Linked DNA regions of Macaca mulatta: regions 1 and 2 are each linked to region 3. Evidence: chromatin contacts called from public Hi-C data. All regions are on one chromosome and are shown on one strand. The core of a region is the stretch at or near the end of the contact, and the rest is flanking DNA. Distances in the headings are between cores, read along the strand shown. Region 1 holds the start of AP2A1 (adaptor related protein complex 2 subunit alpha 1). Region 2 holds the start of PNKP (polynucleotide kinase 3'-phosphatase). Region 3 holds the start of FUZ (fuzzy planar cell polarity protein).

Region 1 (3,661 bases), core at 932-3,431, 50 kb after region 3:
GCCTCCCGGGTTCAAGCGATTCTCCTGTCTCAGCCTCCTGAGTAGCTGGGATTACAGGCACCCATCACCACACCTGGCTAATTCTTGCATTTTTAGTAGAGACGGAGTTTCACCATGTTGGCCAGGTTGGTCTTGAACTCCTGACCTCAGGTGATCCGCCTGCCTCGGCCTCCCAAAGCGCTGGGATTATAGGCGTGAGCCACCGCACCCGGCAAGAACAGGAGTTTCTGTTCATTATTGTCATCCCAGCGCCTAGAACACGGCCTGGACAACACTAGAGCGATCAAAAAGTATTTGTCAAGTGAATGAATGAATAAATGAGCCTTCAGAGGCAAGACGCTGTTATGAATGAAGTTTGCAGACAAGAAGACGTCCTGAAAGAGGTTAAATGACTCGTAGGGATTCACATCCCTGGTGGGTAACAAAGGCAGCGTATATCTGCTAACAGTGGCCCCCAGCTATTCCACAACCCCCATCGCTCCGCCCCTTGTCATAACAAGTGATCATTTCTCCTTCAACTGATACCCAACCGTTTCCACCCTCCTGTTCCCTGAGCACCTACTACATGCCAGATCCTTCCATAACAGTTAAATTCTAAAACAACAACAATCACTGGGTACTTTACAGAGCTGCTGTTCAGAGCCAGCGGAGGAAAAACAATAGCCAAGTTCCATCTGGGGCCTGGAACGCGTGAAAGGCCTGACTCACAGGCATTGTCACAAGCCCCTCAGGAAGATACGATCAGCAGTCTCTCTTGACAGATGAGGAAACCGAGGGGTGAAGTCCCTCATTCAAGGTCACAGAGCTAGGGAGTGGCAGTGCTCAAACGCAAACCCAAGTCTGGCTGACCCCAGAGCCCACGCGGATACAGCCTCTGAAGACTCCTGGCAGCTCCAATCTCCAACAGCCATTCCCAGGAGTTGAGAACTGACTTGCCGCCAGGCTTCATTGTCACGACAACTCTTCCTGGCAGGGACCACTGTCCCCATATTACTGTGGTCAAACAGAAAAGGGCTCAGATCCCTGCCTGTCCTGCTGCCTGACCCCTGACCTCTCTCTGGGATTAGACTTCCCCTATCCCCAGCTTTCCAGATCTCTACCCCTCAAGCACTTCAGAACCCAACGCCTTCCTTGAGGTCTGGGCGCTCCTTCTTCTGCCCTTCCCCCAACCCGCCACTCTAACGTCCTCTCCTTTCCAGGCCCCCGTTCCCTGTCACAGGTTCTCCCAAGACCTTACACCAGCAGCTCTTTTCCTCTGTGTTCCTTGGGTCCCTCCTTTCCCCTCAGCTGCCCCTCTAGCCCCCTCCCCACTGCCTTCCATATCTTCTAAGCAATCTCCCACCCTGAAGCCCCTCTATCCCTCACCAGGGTGTCCTTATAGTCTCCCCCTCCCATCATCTCCCCGCCCCAAACGCGTGGACTTTCACCCACTCTCAGGCCTCCTCTATACCACTGGCCAGGAGCCTCGGTGACCTATCTAACCCCTTTCCCCTGTATGACACCCCCTATCCCAGGCCCTCAAGCCCTGCTCCATTAGGCTTCCGGCATTCCACTTCCTCCAGGTCCCCTCTGGCTTCCTCCCATTCCATCGCTCCACAGGGCACCCCCACCATGCACTTCTTTCCCTTCTTCCCTACATTAGGAATCCCTCTAACCCCATCGTTTGTACGATCCCCCAGCTTTTCAGTCTTTCCCAGGGGACACCTCTATGCTCCCATCCCCGGGACCTCACTGTCCTCCTCCCCTTTCAAGCCCTCCCGGACCCCTCTAGCTACTCCGTGTCGTCACCTCAAGAGGCACTCTATGACACCCCAAGCCCCTGCGTGCCCCCCACCCTAAAGTTCATCCCGGGGCCCATCTATGCTCTTTTTCTACGACCGTAGAGCTTTTGATCCCCCGGGTCCCTCTGTGACCCCCAAACCCCTCAGTTTCACGCTCCCCCCTCCCCCGCGTCTCCAGTGTCCCCCGGCCGCGCGCTCACAGTTCCGGATGTCGGAGATGAACACAGCGAGCCCCCGCATCCCATCGCCCTTGGACACGGCCGGCATGATGGCGGTGGTGTCGGCTCCAGGCCTGGCCGGACAGGGCACACAGCAGCGGGGGCTGGCAAGCGGGGACCGGGCGGAAAGGACCCCAGGCAGCGCCAGGGAGCCCAGCCGGCCGCGGGGAGGGCTGGCTGGCGGGCGGGCGGGCGGGCTGGCAGGCCGTGGCACCGCCCCCTGCCCCTCCCCTCCGCCCGCCGTCCGGAGCTCTGAGCTCCCATTGGTTTGGGCTCCTGCCGCTCACACTCGCGTTTCTCCCCACTTCCTCTCTCATTGGCCGCTAAGCAAAGGCACGACGCTGCCATTGGTCCACTGTTCCGCTATTTCCGTTTGGGAATGAGAAGGGGGGGAGGAGGCGTTGCCCAAGAGACGGGCGGGGTTCGATTGCGCATCATGGACCCGCCCCCTTCGCGCGGCCAGGTCAAACACTGATTGGATCTAGCGGCCCTCCAAGGAGGGAGGGAGGGTCGTGAAGGAAGGCGGGGAACGGGACTAGGAGGCGGGACTTAGGTTGACTGGGACCAATGAACGGGTAGACCTCCCCCTCAGGCGTCGCGGATTGGCGAGATCTGTCCTACTTCAGCTCTCTATTGGGCGGCTGTGGGGCGGGCGGAAGGCGAAGATCAGTAGAGAAGGAACGAGAGAGGGTGTCACTCCGCTCGGCTGGGATAGGTGGAGCGACGCCTGCAATTCCCTGCTGCAGAGAAGGGGTTGGGCGGGGCAAGAGAGCGTGCGGTGTTTACTGCGCAAGCGTCTCAGTGTTCCCTTTCTCCATCTACTGTCACCCCCGACTGCTAAAATCCTCTTCTAGGAAGCCTTCCTCCCCTCCCCCCTTCTCTGCAGCCAACGTGTCGGGACTTGAGTTGTCAGGAGACCTAGAATCTCAGAGTGAAAAACAGTAATTCAAGTCTAGTCCCATTAAGCAGAGGTTAAACCTTAGGTCGAGCCGGGCGCGGTGGCTCACGCCTGTAATCCCAGCACTTTGGGAGGCCGAGACGGGCGGATCACGAGGTCAGGAGATCGAGACCATCCTGGCTAACACGGTGAAACCCCGTCTCTACTAAAAAATACAAAAAAACTAGCCGGGCGAGGTGGCGGGCGCCTATAGTCCCAGCTACTCGGGAGGCTGAGGCAGGAGAATGGCGTGAACCTGGGGGGCGGAGCTTGCAGTGAGCTGAGATCCGGCCACTGCACTCCAGCCTGGGCGACAGAGCGAGACTCCGTCTCAAAATAAATAAATAAATAAACCTTAGGTCGAGAGGGTGAATGACTTGCCCAGGGCCACATAGCTTGTAAGTGAAAAAGCAGAAATAAATGTAAACCATATCTTGGCTTACTTTTCAATATATGTTGCCCTTTTTTTTTTTTTTGTCCAACCACAGCATCTCTCGGGCAGCCTCCATTGTAGCAGATATCAAACCAAAATTAATTCTTTCCTCCAGACTGGGAACTCCTTCTGGGCAAGAATGGGACCTGGCCTTGAAGAGTTTTCAAGAACATCTGTTAAAGGAAGGAATGGGTGAACCTGCTTTGGCCCAGCCCCAGCCTCCATTCCCAACCCCCAGCTCCCCAGAGACTCTTCGGTAAACTAGCTTTGGGGAAGGCAAAACGGCCAGAAC
Region 2 (3,538 bases), core at 210-2,709, 48 kb before region 3:
CCCCCTTTCATTGGTTCCATCCATCCCCACAACAGCCTGCCAATCGAAGCCCGTCCCTGCATCCAGGATGGTACCAGCTCCCGTCCCTCGCCCCCCACCTCCACAGGTGCCTTAAAGGGCCCTCGTCCACCCAAGGTGGGGGGCAGGGGCCCTCACTCTCCGGCCCTGGTGTAGGGGAGAGAGTGAGGGGTTGGGGGATTGGCAGTTGGGAAGGGCGCTCTGAGATTAAAGAGTTTTACCTCTGACAGATAAATGTGTGGTGTGTCGTGAGTGTTCATTCAACATTTTCTGAAACCGAATGGCAACGTCTGATTATCAGTGAACAGCTGGGGGTTGGAATGACTGTGTCCATTTTATTTATTTTTGAGACAGGGTCCCACTCTCGCTCAGGTTCAAGTGATTCTCCTGCCTCAACCTCCCGAGTAGCTGGGATTACGCGCCACTGCCGCCCGGATAATTTTTGTATTTTCAGTAGAAACAGGGTTTCACCATGTTGGCCACGCTGGTCTCGAACTCCTGACCTCAAATGATCTACCCGCCTCGGCCTCCCAAAGTGCTGGGATTACAGGAGTCAGCCACCGCGCCTGGCTCTGTGCCCATTTTATACATATGAAGACAAGAGGTTCATGGGGTGGAAGAGAGCATTCCAGTCTTGTGTGACCATGGACCCCAATCTTGGGGTGATGGTTGGAGCCAGAGGAGGCCACATATTCACCAGCAAAGCCAGGAACTCCAGCCGGGAGTCTTCTATTATAAAAGGACTGGAGCAGCTGGGCTTGGTGCCTCACGCCTATAAGGCCAACACGCTGGGAGGCCGAGGCGGGACGATCACAGGACGCCAGGAGGTCGAGATCAGCCTGGGCAGCACAGTGAGACCCCTTCTCCAAAAAAAAAAAAAAAAAAAAAATGGCTGGAGGTTAGAAAGCAGGTGGAAACCACCTTCGAAATTAGGACCAGGTAAACGTAATCTCCCACCAGACCACTACCGGAAGAATGCTAACACTAAATAAGATTTAAACAGGGCTTACTACCACCCAAACATTTTTTAAAGCTTTTGTGACGTGTTAGTGCCTTTAATCGTCATGGTAACCCCACGAAGTGGAAAGGATCATCCCCTTTATAGATGAGGAAACTAGAACATGGAGGGTAATACCAAAGAAGGATTTAGGGGCGCTGTCGTGGGCGGAGGTTTCCTTGACTGACAATGACCATCAGATGGGAAAAAAAGCTTCCTCCCTGGGATGAAAATTAGAAGTCAAGTTAGAAAGAGGCAAATCTGCTAACGAAGGATCCAGTCCCCGCTACCGGTCTGAGCCTCGCGTTGCAGCAAGACGTGAAGGTCAGGGCTGTGGAGGGATCCTAGGGAAAGTGGGTCGGGCAAGGGGCGTGGCTGCCGTGGGAGGAACCCAGGCCCCGCCCCCCTCGAGGGCACGAGTCATTTCCGTCCGCCGAGGAACTGAGCGCCGCCGGCCGTGTTGCAAGCGGGGCGCCTAGGGCAGGACCTCCCTGGTCGGAAGTGGCCGTGAGCCAGAGCAGCGGTCCCGGGTGAGTACAGGGCGGGGCGGGGGCATGTGCGAGGCTATCTGCCTGTGCCTTGGGAAGTGGGGATTCCAACTCGTGGGGATGGAGCACGCGTCGTCGCCTGGGAAACGGCGCGAGCCGCGGCAGGCGAGGGGGTGGGACTTCCGAAGCAGTTAATGATGGGGAAAGTTCTAGTGGAGGTGGGAGGAAGTGGGACTTCCTGTAGCAAACTGGAGCTGTGCGCCACTCAAGCCCGTTTACCTGCTCCCCAGGCTGGCACCCAGGATGGGCGAGGTGAAGGCCCCGGGCCGCTTGTGGCTCGAGAGCCCCCCTGGGGGAGCGCCTCCCATCTTCCTGCCCTCGGACGGGCAAGCCCTGGTCCTGGGCAGGGGACCCCTGACCCAGGTCACGGACCGGAAGTGCTCCAGGACTCAAGGTGGGCGGGGCCTGAGCTGGAGGGGGTGTGGCCTGTTGCAAAAGTGAGAACAATCCAGAGGGACGCTTGGCTGCTACGCGGGATTGCGTGGTGCCGGCAGCCCCGAAGTCAGAAGGTGCTCTGTAGGGCGCACAGGAAGAGAAAGTTTGTGCTTGATTTAGAATTAGCTAGATCCTTTGGGGGAGAGGGGATCGAGCCAATTTCGGGAGGATGTTCACTGCGCGGATGATACTTAGGCCATCTGGAAATCCAGAAACAGGCGACGACCCTTGTCAAGAGAAAAATTATCCTATGGAGAAAAATAAATGTCACTAGGTTGGGATGGATGGTAACAGGCCAAGTCCCGGACCTGTATCTAGCCACATTTTTTGTAAAGGAGGAAACCAATTCTATAGAGAAAAGTACTTCCCTGTCCCTTACAAGGAAGGACCAGTGTCAGGCAATCCTAGTGCCACCATCTGGCTACTACATGTCAAGGAGCCAATCCCGTGTAGAAATAAACTGCCTCTGACTCCCTCCGGAATGGATGCTATAGCCTGAAGCAGGCCACACTCCCCAGAAATGAGGGAACCAATCACACAAGGATGCAAATCCTGACTCCATCCCTCCTATCCTCAGTGGAACTGGTCGCAGATCCTGAGACCCGGACAGTGGCAGTGAAACAGGTATCAGTGCCTCTGCAAGGGGCAGCAAGGCCTGGGGATGGGATTTGGGGAGGAATTGCAAGCCATCAGTGAAGTGGTACATTAGGAAAATCTGATTGGGGCCGGGCGTTGTGGCTCAAGCCTGTAATCCCAGCACTTTGGGAGGCCGAGGCGGGCAGATCGCTTGAACCCAGGAGTTCGAGACCAGCCTGAGCGACATGGTGAAACCTGTCTCTATAAAAAATTAGCGGGGATGGTGGCGCGTCCTTGTAGTTCCAGCTAATCGAGAGGATCCCTTGAGCCCAGTAGGTCTAGGGTGCAGTGAGCAGTGATCACCACACTGTACTTCAGCCTGGGTGACAGCGAGAACCTGCCTCAAAAAAGAAAAGGAAAAAATATGGCTAGGAGAGAAGGGGGTGTGTCCAGTAAAGAAAGAAGTGTTGCCTGTTTCAGTGGGGTGGATACCTGTCCAAGCCCTTAGAAATTGGACAAGGGAGGCCAGGCGCGGTGGCTCACGCCTGTAATCCCAGCACTTTGGAAGGCTTAGGCGGGCGAATCACCTGAGATCAGGAGTTTGTGACCAGCCTGGCCAACATGGCGAAAACCCATCTCTACTAAAAATACAAAAATTAGCCGGGCATGGTGGCGGGTGCCTGTAATCCCAGCTACTCGGGTGGCTGAGGCAGGAGAATCGTTTGAACCCGGGAGGCAGAGGTTGCAGTGAGCCGAGATTGCACCACTGCACTCCAGCCTGGGCGACAAAACAAGATTCTGTCTAAAGGGAGGGAGGCAGGGAGGAAGGAAAGGGAAAGGAAGAAAAGGAAGGACGGAAGGAAGGAAGGAAGGAAGAAATTGGATAAGGCTGAAAACCCTTAACCGTTAAGCGGTGAGGCCTAAGGATCTGATTAGTGGTGAAAGGCAGATCTTTCCGCTCGGT
Region 3 (3,735 bases), core at 1,066-3,565:
AATCGCTTCATGTATGAGATGTTTCCTGCAGCTCAAACCCAAGCCATCCCTCATTCACGGCCCCTCACAGGAACCCCAACCCACCCTAAGTGGGGGAAAAGCTCACTTAATGCCATCGAGCCAGGTGACAAACTCATAGGCGCTGCTGGTGGGAGCGTGACATTGTACATAGGACTCGGGAGCGCAGTCCACTGTGTTGAACACCACGAGGCTGTACTGGGTCCCTCCATACTGGGAGGGGAGAACAGAAAAACTTTTTTTTTATTTTTTATTTTTTTTTTTTGAGACGGAGTCTCGCTCTGCCGCCCAGGCTGGAGCGCAGTGGCCGGATCTCAGCTCACTGCAAGCTCCGCCTCCCGGGTTCACGCCATTCTCCTGCCTCAGCCTCCCGAGTAGCTGGGACCACAGGCGCCCACCACCTCGCCCGGCTAGTTTTTTGTATTTTTTAGTAGAGACGGGGTTTCACCGTGTTAGCCAGGATGGTCTCGATCTCCCGACCTCGTGATCCGCCCGTCTCGGCCTCCCAAAGTGCTGGGATTACAGGCTTGAGCCACCACGCCCGGCCCAGAAAAACTTTTAATCTGGGATCTCCATTCTCTTTTCCCTCAGAGAAGGAATCAGGGCTCCCAGCTTCCTGTTCCTCCAGAACCAGGAACTCCTCAACTTCCTCCTTCCTCAGACCCAGGAATCTCAGCCCCATCCCCTCCTCCCTCAGACCCAGGAGTCCAGACCCCTGTCCCTCCTCCCTCAGACCCAGGAGTCCAGACCCCGAACTCCTCCTCCCTCAGACCCAGGAGTCCAGGCCCCTCCTCCTCCCTCAGACCCAGGAGTCCAGACCCCGAACCCCTCCTCCCTCAGACCCAGTAGTCCAGACCCCTCCTCCTCCCTCAGACCCAGGAGTCCAGGCCCCTCCTCCTCCCTCAGACCCAGGAGTCCAGACCCCGAACCCCTCCTCCCTCAGACCCAGGAGTCCAGGCCCCCAGCCCCTCCTCCCTCAGACCCAGGAGTCCAGACCCCGAACCCCTCCTCCCTCAGACCCAGGAGTCCAGGCCCCCAGCCCCTCCTCCCTCAGACCCAGGAGTCCAGGCCCCCAGCCCCTCCTCCCTCAGACCCAGGAGTCCAGACCCCGAACCCCTCCTCCCTCAGACCCAGTAGTCCAGACCCCGAACTCCTCCTCCCTCAGACCCAGGAGTCCAGGCCCCCAGCCCCTCCTCCCTCAGACCCAGGAGTCCAGACCCCCAGTCCCCTCCTCCCTCAGACCCAGGAGTCCAGGCCCCCAGCCCCTCCTCCCTCAGACCCAGGAGTCCAGACCCCGAACCCCTCCTCCCTCAGACCCAGTAGTCCAGACCCCGAACTCCTCCTCCCTCAGACCCAGGAGTCCAGACCCCGAACTCCTCCTCCCTCAGACCCAGTAGTCCAGACCCCGAACTCCTCCTCCCTCAGACCCAGGAGTCCAGACCCCGAACTCCTCCTCCCTCAGACCCAGGAGTCCAGACCCCGAACTCCTCCTCCCTCAGACCCAGTAGTCCAGACCCCGAACTCCTCCTCCCTCAGACCCAGGAGTCCAGACCCCGAACTCCTCCTCCCTCAGACCCAGGAGTCCAGGCCCCCAGCCCCTCCTCCCTCAGACCCAGGAGTCCCAAGACTCACGTCTCCCCCGAAGTCCGTCTCAGCAGGAGGACCACCATTAAAATACCTGTGAGGGTCGGAGGTGAAAGGTCGGAGTCAGGCAAGAAGCTGTGGAAACTGAAATGGGAGGGCGGGATTAGAGCCGCGGAAACGGCACTCACTCGATGGCCGGCAGCAGGTAGTGCTTGCGGAGTCCCTCGAAGTAGGGTCCCAGGTTGGCCGTACCCTCAATCACAAACACCACGTCGGCCACCAGGCCCCCGGCGCGGGCCGGGCCCTCGGACCCGGGGACCATACCCCGTGCGGTAGCCGCCACCGCCACAGCCGCCGCAGCCGACACCGCGGAATGAGCGGAAATGCGCCTGCGCTGCGCGCGCACCCGCGCCGGGCGGTTTAGGGACGCTGGGAATGCGGCCATGTTTGTGCGGGGCACGCGCTGAGGCTTCGTTCTAGCTCCATCCTCCTTCGCCTCCACCGCGTGGAAAACTCAGAAAGGGCATAGTTAGCCCTTTTAGGGGCCTGATGGGTTCGACGGAATTCTTGTCAGGATTCTCAAGAGCGAAATAAATTGAAAGCGGCTCAGTCAGCCGCCATCTTTGAGCGGGGCGTCTGGGTCCGCCTCTTGTCTCAAAGGGAGGGGCGGGAGACCTGGTTGCTATGCAACGCGTACGCTGCCCTTGTTTTCGTTTTTGTGTTTTGTTTCCTTTGTTTTCGAAAGGGGAGTCTCGCCCTGTCGCCCAGGCTGAAGTGCAGTGGCGCGATCTCGGCTCACTACAACCTCCGCCTCCCGGGTTCAAGCGATTCTCCTGCCTCAGCCTTCCGAGTAGCTGGGATTACAGGTGCCCGCCACCAGGCTCCGCTAATTTTTGTATTTTTAGTAGAGAAAGGGTTTCACCATGTGGGCCAGGCTGTTCTCGAACTCCTGACCTCAAGTGATTCGCCCGCCTTGGATTCCCAAAGTGCTAAGATTACAGTCCTGAGCCACAGCGCCGGGACCTCTGCCCTTGTTTTCTAACCGTTAGATTAAGTTTCTGATTCTGTTCTTTTGGGCGGGCGGACTGGGGGAGGGAGGCGAGAAGGATCCAATCACATCGGCGGAAACGAGGTTACTAGGCAACGCTTTAAGGTCGTCCTCAACTTGGAAGGGAGGGCAGTTGTTTTCCCCCTGAAAAGAAGCCGAATACCAACCCAAGTGTGGGTTGCTTAGCAACACCTGAGCGTTGTTTTCCGGGAGAGGAGCCAGAAACTGGCCTAGAACATAAATACATTCCAGGTAGATTAAAAATGTAAGTGCGACAAATGAAACTCGAAAACTATCTGAAGGAAAAAAATCTTAATGACTGCCATTGAGTTTCTTAGCACTACAGCAAAGTCAGAAAACGTAGTCTTTATTAATTTTTCCCAAAAGACTGCATAAACCAAGTTGAAAAATACACTACCAACTGGAATAATCTAACGTGTTTGTTGACAGAAATGTGCTACACAAATCTTATTGATGAATAATATAGAAAAATAGAAACACTGCATTACTATTATCTTTTTAATTTTAATTTTTATTTTTTGAGACAAGGTCTCTTTCTGTTGTGCAGGTTGGAGTGCAGTGGCCCAATCTTGGCTCACGGCAGCCTCTAGTGCTCGCACTGGAGCCACTCTTCTGCCTGTAGAGCAGCTGGGACCACAGCCGCGCACCACCACTCCCAGCTAATTTTTAATTTTTTTTTTTTTTTTTTTTTGAGACGTTGTATCGCTCTATCTCCCAGGCTGGAGTGCAGTGGCGCAATCTCGGCTCACTGCAAGCTCCGCCTCCCGGGTTCACGCCATTCTCCTGCCTCAGCCTCCCGTGTACGTGGGACTACAGGCGCCCACCACCACGCCTGGCTTGTTTTTTGTTTTTGTATTTTTAGTAGAGATGGCGTTTCACCGTGTTAGCCAGGATGGTCTCGATCTCCTGACCTCGTGATCCGCCGGCCTCGGCCTCCCAAAGTGCTGGGATTACAGGCATGAGTCACCGCGCCCGGCCTAATTTTTAAATTTTTTGTAGAGATGGGGTCTCACTATGTTGCCCTGGCATGTCTCAAACTCCTGGGCTGAAGCAATCCCAGGTGT

The links. A called contact is a pair of places that touch in the nucleus more often than the background predicts.
Region 1: a contact with region 3 is called in a Hi-C map of fetal cortex germinal zone, with 1.8 times the contacts expected there. The contact joins the promoter of AP2A1 here to the promoter of FUZ in region 3. A contact is called at or near these places in 3 of 14 Hi-C or Micro-C datasets (CD4 T cells, cortical neurons and fetal cortex germinal zone).
Region 2: a contact with region 3 is called in a Hi-C map of fetal cortex germinal zone, with 2.3 times the contacts expected there. The contact joins the promoter of PNKP here to the promoter of FUZ in region 3. A contact is called at or near these places in 3 of 14 Hi-C or Micro-C datasets (CD4 T cells, fetal cortex germinal zone and liver).

The regions. Positions count from the first base shown.
Region 1 is chr19:62,232,159-62,235,819 of T2T-MMU8v2.0, reverse strand. AP2A1 (adaptor related protein complex 2 subunit alpha 1) reads right to left here and starts at 2,181. Exons shown (of 33, transcript NM_001266208.2): 1 at 1,982-2,181. The coding sequence starts at 2,048. LOC144337270 (a long non-coding RNA gene) reads right to left here and starts at 1,824. Exons shown (of 2, transcript XR_013410125.1): 1 at 1,656-1,824.
Region 2 is chr19:62,329,380-62,332,917 of T2T-MMU8v2.0, reverse strand. PNKP (polynucleotide kinase 3'-phosphatase) reads left to right here and starts at 1,459. Exons shown (of 17, transcript XM_015124622.3): 1 at 1,459-1,545; 2 at 1,794-1,957; 3 at 2,576-2,622. The coding sequence starts at 1,807. The region is part of intron 12 of VRK3 (VRK serine/threonine kinase 3); the gene reads left to right. AKT1S1 (AKT1 substrate 1) reads left to right here. Exons shown (of 5, transcript XM_028838832.2): 5 at 1-253.
Region 3 is chr19:62,281,936-62,285,670 of T2T-MMU8v2.0, reverse strand. FUZ (fuzzy planar cell polarity protein) reads left to right here and starts at 2,315. Exons shown (of 12, transcript XM_077981024.1): 1 at 2,315-2,915. It overlaps MED25 (mediator complex subunit 25), which reads right to left and starts at 1,977. Exons shown (of 18, transcript XM_077980863.1): 1 at 1,855-1,977; 2 at 1,651-1,737; 3 at 107-231.